Regions from separate parts of the Anser cygnoides genome. Here region 2 is linked to region 1. The links are chromatin contacts, called in public Hi-C maps. All regions are on one chromosome and are shown on one strand. The core of a region is the stretch at or near the end of the contact, and the rest is flanking DNA. Distances in the headings are between cores, read along the strand shown.

Region 1 (6,031 bases), core at 1,520-4,019:
TGGAGGGTGGGGGAAGGAATGCATAACCAAATTAATATGCAGATTTCATCAGAATTTAACCCTAAAAAGAACATTAACGTGTTTAACAGAGAGCAAGTACGCTTTATACAGTATAAACACATCCCTGAGATCACTGACGACCCTCCCTTCTCCCCCTCTCTCTGGTAACATGTCATGTTCAACAAAATTTTTCAGAACAAGGTAACTGATTAAGGACGTGTTGACTTCTTGCTCTAGTGATAACCCAAGGTGATTTCATTTCAACGATGAAGGTTGAAGGCAAAAGCTACCAGAAACTTTTTATCTGTCAGCACTCCACCATAGTAAGGCTCTTTCATATCCTTATATTTTAGGGAACGATTCAGTTCAACAGCTTAATCTCGGAGACATTTGGGACCCCCGTTTCCACGTCACACACGTCCTGCTTTCACCCCCTGGGACACCTCTCCACACTGCCGACACCCCTCATTCCTTCTCCCGGAGGCTAGCATCCCCGCACCGCCCTTCCTGACAGGGCCAGCGGGCACCACAGCAAGAAAGGAGGGAACCTGGGGCTGCCGTCCTCAGCACCCGCTTCGCCTCCCGTCCTCGGGGTCGTGGTGGCAGCGCCCCCGGCTCCACCGCCACCAGCTCCCCTTCGCCACCGACCTGAGGCGCCGGGCTCGCCCAGGCGGCTCTCGGCCTCCGCGCTCTGCTCCGCTCCCATGGCGCACAACCGCGCTGCGACAAGCCGAGCCGTGCCGTGCCGTGCCGTGCCGTGCCGTGCCGTGCCGTGCCGAGCCGTGCCGAGCCGTGCCGTGCCGAGCTCGGCCTCCTCCGCCCCTCCGCCCTGCAGCGCGGGAGCCGCACCGCGGCCGCCACTACCGCTCAGGCTTCCTGCCGCCTGCGCCTGGGTCAGGGCAGGCCCCGCCCGGCGCCACGGCCAGGCGGAGCTCCGCTTAAAGGCACCGGCAGGGCCGGGAGAAGGGCTGCCCGACTGCCCCGGGGACACGGCAGCGCCCGGGGGGGGGGCGATTTATCTCTGGAATGAGATAAAAACAGCCCAGACTGAAAGGTCACGGGTGATTCAGGTTAAGCAGAAAAGTAGAAAGGAGAAGGAAATGTACTTCAGACTCATTGCGTTCATATCTGACAATCAAACCGGCCACATGATTGTCTCTGACAGAAGATTTTCCAATAAACATAAAAAATGCTGGTATGTGCTAACTCCTGAACGAGTCCATTCTCCACTCATGTATGATGGCCAACATCTGTGAAAACTCTGCCCTGAACTCAGTTCAGCATTCTCTCTTCTGGTTGCTTTTACTTATTCCCACCAGGATTTAATTTAACACAAAAACAATCCTCCTATCTTGCGGGAACTGCACCTCACAACTGTTACTGAGATGGGGGCTATAGGAGAAAACCTCAATCCAGCACCAGTTCTTGCAGCTGCAGGCTGTGCCACATGGGTTTGTAACCTAACAATAGGCCGATCTTTTGACTACCTCAACAACTGCTTAATTCCTGCCAAAATAACAAATAGGTTCAAAGAAATGTAATTATTCCAGGAGGAAGAACAAACTATTGTTGGCACAATTAAGTAGAGAAAGTTGAGCTCTGAATCTGCAGTATTCACACTATGAGTGGCCTCAGTGGCACTTAAAGAAGAACTTGGAGTGTTCAGACATAAATTGTGTGATGTCTGTAAGGCTGCAACCTAACCAGTGCTTGCCATAAAGACATCTGATGTTAACCATCAGTCTCAGACAAATTTTAAAATTAGCTCCATTGGATCAGCACATTGAACTTTAGTTAGCTTCATTTACCACTTCTACTTAACAGAGTTCAAAATAGTTTGTGAAGTATACTTTCCAGCCGCTGTGTGAAAGTGTTTTCATTTATTACTGTAAAAGTGTGAATGTGCAGCATACTGACACCCCTGGAAAAGTTTAATTTACCTATCAACAATTGTACATGTCTGCCACATGAAGTCTTATAATTGGAAACACTATGACAATAAAAGTGTATTTTTAATGTGGCTGATGTGGTAGTGAATTCTTTATTTTGCCTCTAATGTGGACATAACACAAACCCTCTGTAGTAGTAGCAAAGTTAATGTATCTGAAACTACTCAGAGTGTACAGCTATATATATCTATGTTAGTGTATATATATATATATATGATGGTTGTGTGATGATGACACCTGCAGCGTGCCGCTTCAGCATGCAGTACCCATAGGAAAGGCACAGTCCCCTGTGCCTTGCTGCTGCCATTGGGAAATATGACTGGGTCCGGAGTCACACTCTTACACTATCCGAGAGTGGCTTACAATGACTAATTTGGGAACTAAGTATATATTTAGTGAATGTGAGTGTGAATACCCACAAACATATGTATACATATACCTGCAGTTGTTCCTATCTGCATCCAGGTGTTTAGTCCTATAGGACTCGTTGTTTTCATTATTTTACTCTAACCATTGCAGTGTAAAGTAATCTGTCCTTCGGTATCTCTTCATGTAATGGACCACCCCTAAGAAGGACATTTACTTTAGTTGCAGAAATAACTATGTTATTCTAAGTATGATGCAGGACGAGATAGCTGAAAAAGAAGGACTATATCGTACTGCCCCTTTGCCGCGTTCCTTACCCTCCGGGCCACTTAACTAACACTGCCCTAAACTAACTACCTAGCTACCTAAAAATAAAAGGAGGAGCTGAAAATATCCAAAGGAAAAGCATTAGCTAGGCAAGATGGGGCGGGGGGAAAGGCGGCGGCCCCGGGCCGGCCCTCGTCCCTCCTCCCGGCCGTGGGACCCTGTGGGGCGGCCATGTCGGCGGGCATCGGCCTCCGGCTCCGGATCCTGCTTCTCGCCTGCCTGGCGCCCCGGCCGGCCCTCGGCCAGGGCTGCTCGGCGGAAAAAGAGGAGAACGCCATCGTCGACATCAGCTTCGCCCTCCCCGCAGGCATCAGGGGAGCGGAGCCGGTATATGCTTCGGCTCCGGAGGCGTGTATGAGGGCTTGCTGCCTGGGAAAAGGGCTGCCAGGTAAGGGACCCCCTCTGCCTTTCTCTGTTACTGCTTGTGAGCACCTAGGGAATTACTTTGCTGTCCTGCCTGGCTTCATGTGATACCAGATTGTTGATACCAGAGTGTTCAGGAAAATAACTGCGGTACAGAAATGGAGGTCGTTTTACATGCTGCAACCACACAGGCTCCCAAAAGCCAAGAGGCATCATCTCAATTCAGCAGACACTCTGCGAAGTAACCATCAGTTTGTGCTACGTTCATTATAGCCAAAAATGAGAGTGCTTATGCTCCTCTGAAACTTTTTTTTTTTTTTCATCAGGCTTTTAGAGTGGTATGAGGCACAGCAGCAAGTAGAAAAGAAGCCAGTTAAAAGTGCCCCCTAATAGGATGGGAACGGTGTATATCCACAGGTATACTGAGGAGGTTTTCAGATTTATCATGATTTGTAAGCAAAATCTTGTTACGTAAAGTGGTGCCAACGTGGTATGTGTGAAGGGAGAATGAGAGATTAGACTAATTATTTCCTCATGTTCATCTGTACAGGAAGAGGAAGGTGTGACGTTTCACATGTTGGCCTTTGGCCATTCTTTTGCAGTCTTGAGTTGTTTTTCTTGTAGGAATGTTATATGTTGTAGTTTTCCTTTAGGAATGTTACATGTTAGTGGTTTTCCTCTTCAACACATGAGGAAAACATAATTTAACTAACTGAACTTATTATTAAATGCTATAAAGATTTCTTGCTGCTGAAATATGTATATATTGTTTTGCAGGAGACAAGAAGTGTAACTTCATGATTTTTGATGCTCGAGGGACAGGGACACATCCAAACTGCTACCTGTTTTACTGCCCAAGCACAGAGGCCTGTCCAATGAAACCTGCAGCAGGATTTGTTAGCTACAAGATAGCTCGAGGTAAATAATAGGAAAAGACACTGCTCCCCACACTAGATCACCTTTGCCTCTGTCTTTTCAGTAGTGACTGGGTAATGTTTGGGGGTTGCGTTTTTAGTAAAATTTTTTAAACGAAGCATTCTAATTTTACAACGTCATTCTTTGCTCTGTGGGAGATGGATAGGCAAGTGTTTGGTGAGCACCTGCGTGAGCTCAGCTTCCTGGCTGGAATAACAACCCAACCATTATGAAATTCCTTCACATTAGGTTCAGAATTCTTCATAGTTCTCCTTTGCTTAAAACAAAAATGCTTCTTCCATCTTGATGTATTCTAGTCAAGGACAATTTCCTGTACATAATACTGAAGAGTATTGCTGAAAGCAATAGAAATATGATGCCCTTGTAGCCGTCTGTGTATTCAAAGGATTCAGGCAACGCTGATGAGTACCATATAGATACAAGCAGAAACAGCAAGCAAATATTAGGCAAGCCTCAGAGCACCACTGTGATGTTAGCGAGTAATTGGGGGTAGTAATCATTATTTTCTCTTTTCAGTTAGGGAACCTGAAGCACAGATGCAAACTGACTAAACTCAAAGCTTCATGGCATGTGGGCTGCACACTCACAAATTTCTCATTATCTGTCATGTGCTGTGGGATTTTTAATAGCAAGTCTTACTTGTTGACTGGCATTGACTTGCACCAGACCAGTCTGAACAGCTCAGATAAGAAGCAGCTCAGATAAGAAGCTGATAATTAGATGGTCCTCCTGCCAAGAGTTCACAAGGTGGTTTCAGTGTGGCTTCTTGAGAGAGCAGAAATTTTGTATTGCAAGAGTCTGAACTTTTACTGAAAAAGAGAACTTTTCCACAAGAAACTATAAAGGGAGCAACAGCAGGATATGTAAAAAGATTATTCACATAATATTACCAAATACTTTTGTGTGGGCACAGTCACACTGGAACTGGGCAAAAGTGGTGTGCAACAGATGGATTGCATGTAAAATTATCATTACAACCACATTTATTACTCTAGCTCTTTCTACCCTAGAGGAACACACGGAATGCAAAGAAACAAAGCATGTAATTGTGCTTGTGCTTTTGTCCTGCATATAGGTTTAATACTCATTTAATGTTAGCCAAAAAGTTGCTGTTAGCTTATTTACCTCAGGTTCGTAGTAAGCTTTCAAAGGTAGCATCTGAGTGGTGTTCTTAATGACAAACATTTAAAGCTTTGGTTTTTAAAATGAGAATCTCCAGGTGGTTACACTGAAACAGGAACTAAAAGGGGTGAAATACTCTGTTGCTAATAAAGTAACTTCAAATACTGAAGTAATGTTAATAATAAAGTTTTCCTTTTTCTTCTTTTAAACTATTCCTGCAACTTGTTAACTCATGGAAACAGCCTGTAACTTGGGAAGTAAAACATTTCCTGATTCCAGTGGCAAAGAGCTAGTGCTGGAGGTGGGGGAAAAAATCTGGTTTCTGCTATTCATGTACTTTTGTGGAGCTGTCTTTTTCCACTCTCTGAGATAGCCAAGCAAGACCCGTAGATTCTATCAAAAGTCTGCTCAGGAGGTGTTTATTTTGTTTTTAATATTGACACCTAAGGTTTGTTTTCTAATGTGGTTTACTGGTTTTGAGATGCCATCAGGACCACTTTATTTTTTTCAATCTCTTTTTAAAGGTTGACTTGTCTAGTGCCTTTGTTCTTTCTTATCAACACGTGTATCTGTGCTAGCACCACAGCTGTACCTAGCACAACATTTGTTGGCAATTGCATTTGGGAGCTTGTAATCTAAAGTGGAGACAGAGAATACTACACAGTCAGTGTTTGATTCTGAATCTGTGGAGTAGAATTAGTTAACACAAGCAGTTATATTAATTAATCTGAGTGCTGTAGAACAGCAATGATACTTAACTCCTGTACAGGACTCTCAGCTTAGCTTCCCCATGCTGCCCTCACACTTTGTCCTTTGAATGCTGCGTGAATGCTCCATGCTTTCTTAGCTGTTGCCCAGGTGAGTGAACTGAAGATCATGCAGCATGCTGCAAGTGCTTTGTAGTTGTCACACTACATCAGTTTATTTAAACTCATGGATGAAGCCATGGGAGTGCATCAGGAATGGGG
Region 2 (6,031 bases), core at 2,071-4,570, 390 kb after region 1:
CTTTGCCAAGATGTTTGCACTCTTCCTGTGCCTCGGTTCTCTCGGATGGAGGAAAAGAGGCAAAGCCATAAGGGTCACTTGCTCATACGGTAAGGAGAGTGGGGGGAACATCGTGACAGTATATATGATAACGTATCTGTTAACTGCTAAGGCTCAGGAGTAGAGAACGGTTTGCTACCAATGTAACATCCCAATGGCAGGGTCAAAAAAGGCATCCAATAGTGACAACCATGTATGTCCCTTCTCAGTCCGGTTTGGAGTCACAGCCCTTGGGCTGTCCCAGGCTGGAGTCTGCCGCAAGCCCAAAGCCTACCAGTTCCCAGCAGCGAGCCTGCCAGTGCCCGAAGTTGTAGCCAACACCGAGGGCTCAGCCTCCACACCAACCTCTGAGCTCCGAAATGCCATTTCCAGAACGCCAGCAGTGACTGCTCCCTCAGATGTACACCCTTCATGCAGACACTTCGCTGCCTGCCGCACCAGGACAGCAGGGCTCCCGGGGCTGCCTGCCATCAGGCAGGCATGCACACACCCAAGCGCTGGCAAGAGCAGGACGTTAGCCCTGTGCTTCTCCTGGACAAGGAGCTAGTGCAAGTAAACACACACACACACTTGCCGCAAAGCAAACACGTATCAATATACGATCACACACACACTGATAAGTACTTGACGTGAACCGAGATATTACTGCAAGTTTATACTGATTGCAAGCAGCTAAATACATACCAAAATTTCACCTCCTCAAAGTTTTCCTAAACCTTATTAGAGTGCCTCTCTAATAAGGTAGATAGGGAGACCACGCATGGAGCATCCCGGCATAAACGGAGGTCTAGCCTTTACTCCCTTCGTTGAAGCTTTCCATGGTTCATCACCCCAGCTGCTGTGGAATCTACTGCACACAGCCTTGCCCCGTGTCAGGGGAGGGGAAAAAAAAAAAAAAAGAAAAATAAACACAAAATACAGCAACCAGCACCACTGCTTCCAGTGCACAGGCTCCTAATGAAGCCCTGCAACACTCTCCCAGCACACTTGGCTACTCCTCAGGGCAGCGCAGCAGCCACACCGCAGCACGGCTCCTGCTCACTCCTCTGCCTCTGCCCCGCGCCGCACGAGCTGGACTGGCGCGCTGGGAAATAACGCATCCTACTTGTACAGTCACACCGTGGCTTGAACTACTCCTCTCGAGTCCAGCTGCCGATCGCAACCAGTTTCCGCTCGGGCTGGCTGAAACAAGCGCCCCAAAAAACAAGGGTGTGTGAAAAACTGAAGGGAAAGTTATCCAGAATGGCTTGGTGAAGAAATGTTACTGTTTGAAATACGTATTTCTGTCCGAAAGCTTGTACTTCCCATATTTGAAACTATTAAAATCATCACCAGGAGAGAAGCAAAAAAAAACTTCTCCCCATTTTCTCCTCTGTCCCCCTTTGAACTTTTTCCTCCATTCCAATTAATCTGCTTTTCCTGGCCTTCGGGACACCCTCTGAAGTACTTCACCTGGACGGTAGTTCCTGTCTCTCTACAAAGACAGCTGCAAGAGTCGGCACGTGAAGAAAATGCATGCTACAAAATAAGTTCAGACTGCACTAAGTTCAGCATGGCACTTGAAATAGGCAGCTGCACATACAAATGTGAAGTCACAGAAGGTTTGAGGTTGGAGGGGACCTCTGAAGATCACCTGGTCCAACCCCTGGCAAGCAGGGTCACCTACAGCACGTTGCACAGGGTCGTGTCCAGGTGGGTTTGGAGCACCTCCAGAGAAAAGCCTAATGAAATGTAATGAAAAATTGGCGTTTAAACGTTTCGGGGCTCCAAAAGATGTTTTCTTGAATCTGTCCTGCTAAGTAGCTAATCCTGTACGATAAGACTCTATAATGTACCTTAGGGTTAGAGAAGAAGCAGCGTTACCGTTCCTGAAATCAACAGTAGTTTTGCTGCCAGCTTCAGTAAGAGCAGAAGTAAGCCTCCTATTTTCAAAATGCCCCATTTCTAAAATAAGGAAACACAACTCATACGCTGCTAGTTTTTTTGTGCGTGACATTCGCCTTCTCTTGCCTACACCCCATGTTCCCACAGGATCCACCAGGGAGAAAGAAAAAAAAAAAAAAAAAAAAGACCAACCAAGCAGCTACGTTTCACTTTATATTTACCGGGATTTGCTTAGCAAACCGCACGCCTGTTGTACACAGGGGGTGCTCCACGGCCCCACGCCGCCCCAAACCTGGGTGCCTCTTTAGTACAAGCCGCCGCCACCCGCCGTGGCCCCCAAAATAGAGCCAGGCCGGCGAGCACCGTGCAGCGAAGCCGGCCGGGTGCTCGCCCTCCGCTGGAGGCTCTGGCGGCCGCGGGCAGGACAGGGAGTGCCCGGCCGGGGGAAGGAGTGGGGTAAGGGCTGCTTCCAGGGGGTTCCTGGGCACACATGGGAAAAAAAAAAAAAAAAAAAGAAAAAAAAAAGGGCAGCCGGGTTTTGTTCCCATTGTCTCCGCTCCTGACACCGGGAGCCGCAGCCAGAGCTGGGCACGGCCACCGGCCGGGAATAAAGCGAGGGGAAGGAGGGGGAGTAAAGGGGAGGAAAGGGAAAAAACAATTTAAACTAAACTAAAATAAAACAGAAGCCCCAGCGCCCCCGCGGCAGCGCCGCCGAGCGCATCCCATCCCCGTCCCCGGGCAGCAAAACTTTGCGCGAAGTTGGCGGCGGGGGGAAAGGAGCACGCAGGGCGCCCGCTGCCGCCTCCCGCCGCCGCAGGGGGAAAAACAGCAGAAAAAGCGAAAATAATAATAATAATAATAATAATAATAATAACAACAATAATAATAATAATGAAAGGAACACGCGCGGGGCAGGGCCCTCCGTGCGTAAACACGGCGTAAAAACAGCGCGGGGGGGTAGCACGGGGGGAGCCCCCCGCTGACCGCAAATAATAAAAATGATTAAAATAATGAAAAAAAAAAACAAAAACCCAGAAGGCTTGTTTTTTATTATTTTTACCTTGATGCAACACTGGGCAGCGGCCTCAGACATCTTTCAGCCGGAGCGCGGCGCAGCGCGGCACAGGGGGAAGTTCTCTCGGTTCTTTTTTTTTGTTGTTTATTTTTTTTGCCTTCCCCCCCCCAAATTTCCGCTCCTCCGCCGGCCCCTCAGCGGGAAGTTGCTGCCGCCGCCGCCGCCGCCGCCACCATCGCCCGGCGGCGGGCGCGGCCCGCGGAGCTGCCCGGGGGAGGCGCCGCCACCGGAGCCCCGGCCCCGTCCCTCGTCGGGGGGCGCACGATCGCCGCCCGCCCCCTGCCCGCTGCCCCCGGGCTCTGCGTGCGTGTGCGGGCCCGGGCGGGGAGGGCGGGGCCGGGCGGCGAGGGGGCGGGGCCGGGCGTCCCTCCCGGCCCCGCCCCCGCGCCGCCCCGCGCCGCCCCCGCGCCGCCCCCTCGCCGCTGCCCTGTTCCGCATCCCCGCAAGCGACGTCGGTTCCCGGCAGCCGGCCCCGCCCCTTAAAGGGGCACGGCGGCGAGCGGAGCGGGGCGGACAGCAATGGCCTTTGTTCTGCCGCCGCCGCCGCGGCCCCTTTAAGGGCCTGGACCAGGAAGTGCGGCGGAGGGCACGGGAAGGGCGGGGCGGGGCGCACGGCAGGGTCGGGGCCTGCCCCCCGTTGTTGGGGACCCCCGGGTGCCTGCCCCGTGTAGGGGCGCTGCTCCCCGTCTCCGCAGCCTGCCCCGCCTCGCCCCTGCGGGGTTTCCCCTCTTCGCACCTTTTTTCCCTTTTACTGCTTTTTTTCCCCCTCTTTCGCCTTTTTCCCCTCTTTCCCCTCTTTTTTCCCCCTTTTCCCACTTTTTTCCCCGTTTCCTTTTTTTTCCCTTTTTCCACCCACGTGGCCGCTGCCGGCCGTCCCTGGGTGCTGAGTCACCCGTTACTGTGCACCTCCGGGCAAGGAGCTCTCGCGATTCCTTATATTAACCGTAACACATCAGAACTAGGAATTGGATGAGAAATGTGGAAATATGCTAAGCGTAGGGGTGCGGGGTGGGAGGGGCCTGCTGGGTCACCCTAGAGGATCTGTCCCCTGTACTTTTAAATGGCTCCGGTAGCGGGGCTCCCGCCTCCTCTTGGAGGCTCTTTCACAGCCCCTGCGGTCAGGCAGGTATTCAGCCTGTATTTCCACGTGTCCAGTTTCACCCAATTACTCCTGGTTATAACCATGTATTGCAGTCCCCTAAACAATTTTTCTCCTTTCTGGCAATTCGTGCCTTGCACCCAGGTATCTCTACTTTTCCTAGCCATTGCCATTTGTCCTGGTTACCTCCTTTCATTAATCATTCCCTGCATACACAGGCGTTAGTCTTCCCTCATCCCCACCCAGTCGGTCCCCATCTCCCCGGCCCATGGATGCCCACATTTAGAGGTAACTACCTGCCTCATCCTTTGTGCACACAGCCCAAACGCCGGAATGGTTTAGTTCGTCTCCAAATTCCCTCACAAGCTTGTTCAGAATTTGCCACCTGCCAGCAGCCTGAATCAGCGTTACTGGCATTACAGTGACATTACAGCATTACCAGCCCTGTTACTCCTCATCATTCCCCTTTGCAATGCAGTTGCAATCTGATTTTCTAAGTAGAGGTTATGGTGAAGCTTTGTGTCCTGGATCTCATTTCTCTGCCTGTAGTTTCGGTGTCCATACGTCCTTCCTTCTGTGTTCACTGGTACCTGCTGTCCCTCCCACTTTGCTCAATGACCCTTACAAATACAAGCCATTAAAATCTTGGCAGACCTCTAAACCAGTACAAATGGATACAAGTGTCTGTCCAAGATAACAGCCTGGTTTAGAGCTGTTCTCTTCCAGCTCCTTGCGCTCCTTTCCCCACTGCTCTACTGAAGGTGAGCGCGATGGCTGGGGAGGCAAACATGTCTGGATGAAGCACAGGCCACACCACCAGCTGGTCTGTATGTGCCTACAGAAGCAGCGATACCTCAACCATTCTAGCCAGATACTCGCTACAGTGACTCAAGAACATCTTTGACTCCTTTGAATGAGGAGGGCCAAAATCCTTCTTCTCAGCTTGGTTCTGCCCTTGTTTTCCTAACCCGATTTCCCGCAGTTCCTCTCATTAGTTACATCTCTTGAGACCTCAGACTATGTGGTCCTGGATGCTATGCTGTAGGGGAGATGGGAAATGCTGCAACGACTCTTGGTGAGCAGGATGGCCTGTGGTTGCAGGATGGTTGCTCTGGAAATGTGAGGAGAAAGCTTCTTCAGCTGTCAGCTCCCCTTTAGATCTGCTCTATGTGAACATTGCACAGCGCAGAAAGGAAGTGCATTAGCTTATATTAAACCTCCAACAGGCTCCCAGCTAGTTTCCTTCCCTCTCACTAAGAGGCTACTGCTTAGCTTATCTCCAGGGAGGATCCTTTAGCAGGATTTACGATCCCACAGAGACACCTTTCATAAACGCCCTAGCCAGAAATTCCCTAACTTTTTGCTGCAATGATGGCAGCAATACTAATTCAGGCAAAGGGTAACCACATTCTGGCCTGTAAGGTGACACCAAGTTCCTGCCTTTCTCAGAGCTCTCCCAGGAAAGGGAGATGGATGGGGCATTGGGGGGCAAGAGCAGGAAGAGAAAACCATAAAACAAAGTATGTTCTTCCTCCTCATAGTGGCCTGGAAATCTGGGTTTGGGAGCTCATACTTTCCGGTCTAGAGTTTGTCCCTGAAAATAGAGCAAGCCCTGCAGAAAAGAAAGCAAAACAACTTTTCTGCGGGACTTTAATTTTCAGTCCACAGTGTTATCATCTGTGTACCAGGTTCCACCGATTCTCTGTCACCTGGGCCTCTTTTACAGCCCTGAGACTCCAAATGTCGTCCTACATCCACTTTCTCAACAGCTGGGCTAATTTTCTCAAATGTCTCTAAATGATGTTGGAACCTGTTTCCCAAAGGAGACTAGACACTTGGGAACCTACATCCAGCTGAAAGCCAAGGTTTTCATTTCTCCTTTCGTGTACTGTTTTTTCCAGTTTCAGCAGCGTAGAGCAGTACCTCGGACATAT

What was found. A called contact is a pair of places that touch in the nucleus more often than the background predicts.
Region 2: a contact with region 1 is called in a Hi-C map of liver, with 2.6 times the contacts expected there. The contact joins the promoter of ETV6 here to the promoter of MANSC1 in region 1. A contact is called at or near these places in 4 of 7 Hi-C or Micro-C datasets (fetal liver and liver).

Annotation. Positions count from the first base shown.
Region 1 is chr1:72,233,873-72,239,903 of Taihu_goose_T2T_genome, forward strand. MANSC1 (MANSC domain containing 1) reads left to right here and starts at 2,770. Exons shown (of 4, transcript XR_010832533.1): 1 at 2,770-3,030; 2 at 3,783-3,923. All of the region lies in intron 2 of BORCS5 (BLOC-1 related complex subunit 5), which reads right to left.
Region 2 is chr1:72,625,891-72,631,921 of Taihu_goose_T2T_genome, forward strand. It overlaps ETV6 (ETS variant transcription factor 6), which reads right to left and starts at 3,321. Exons shown (of 7, transcript XM_048053632.2): 1 at 2,984-3,321.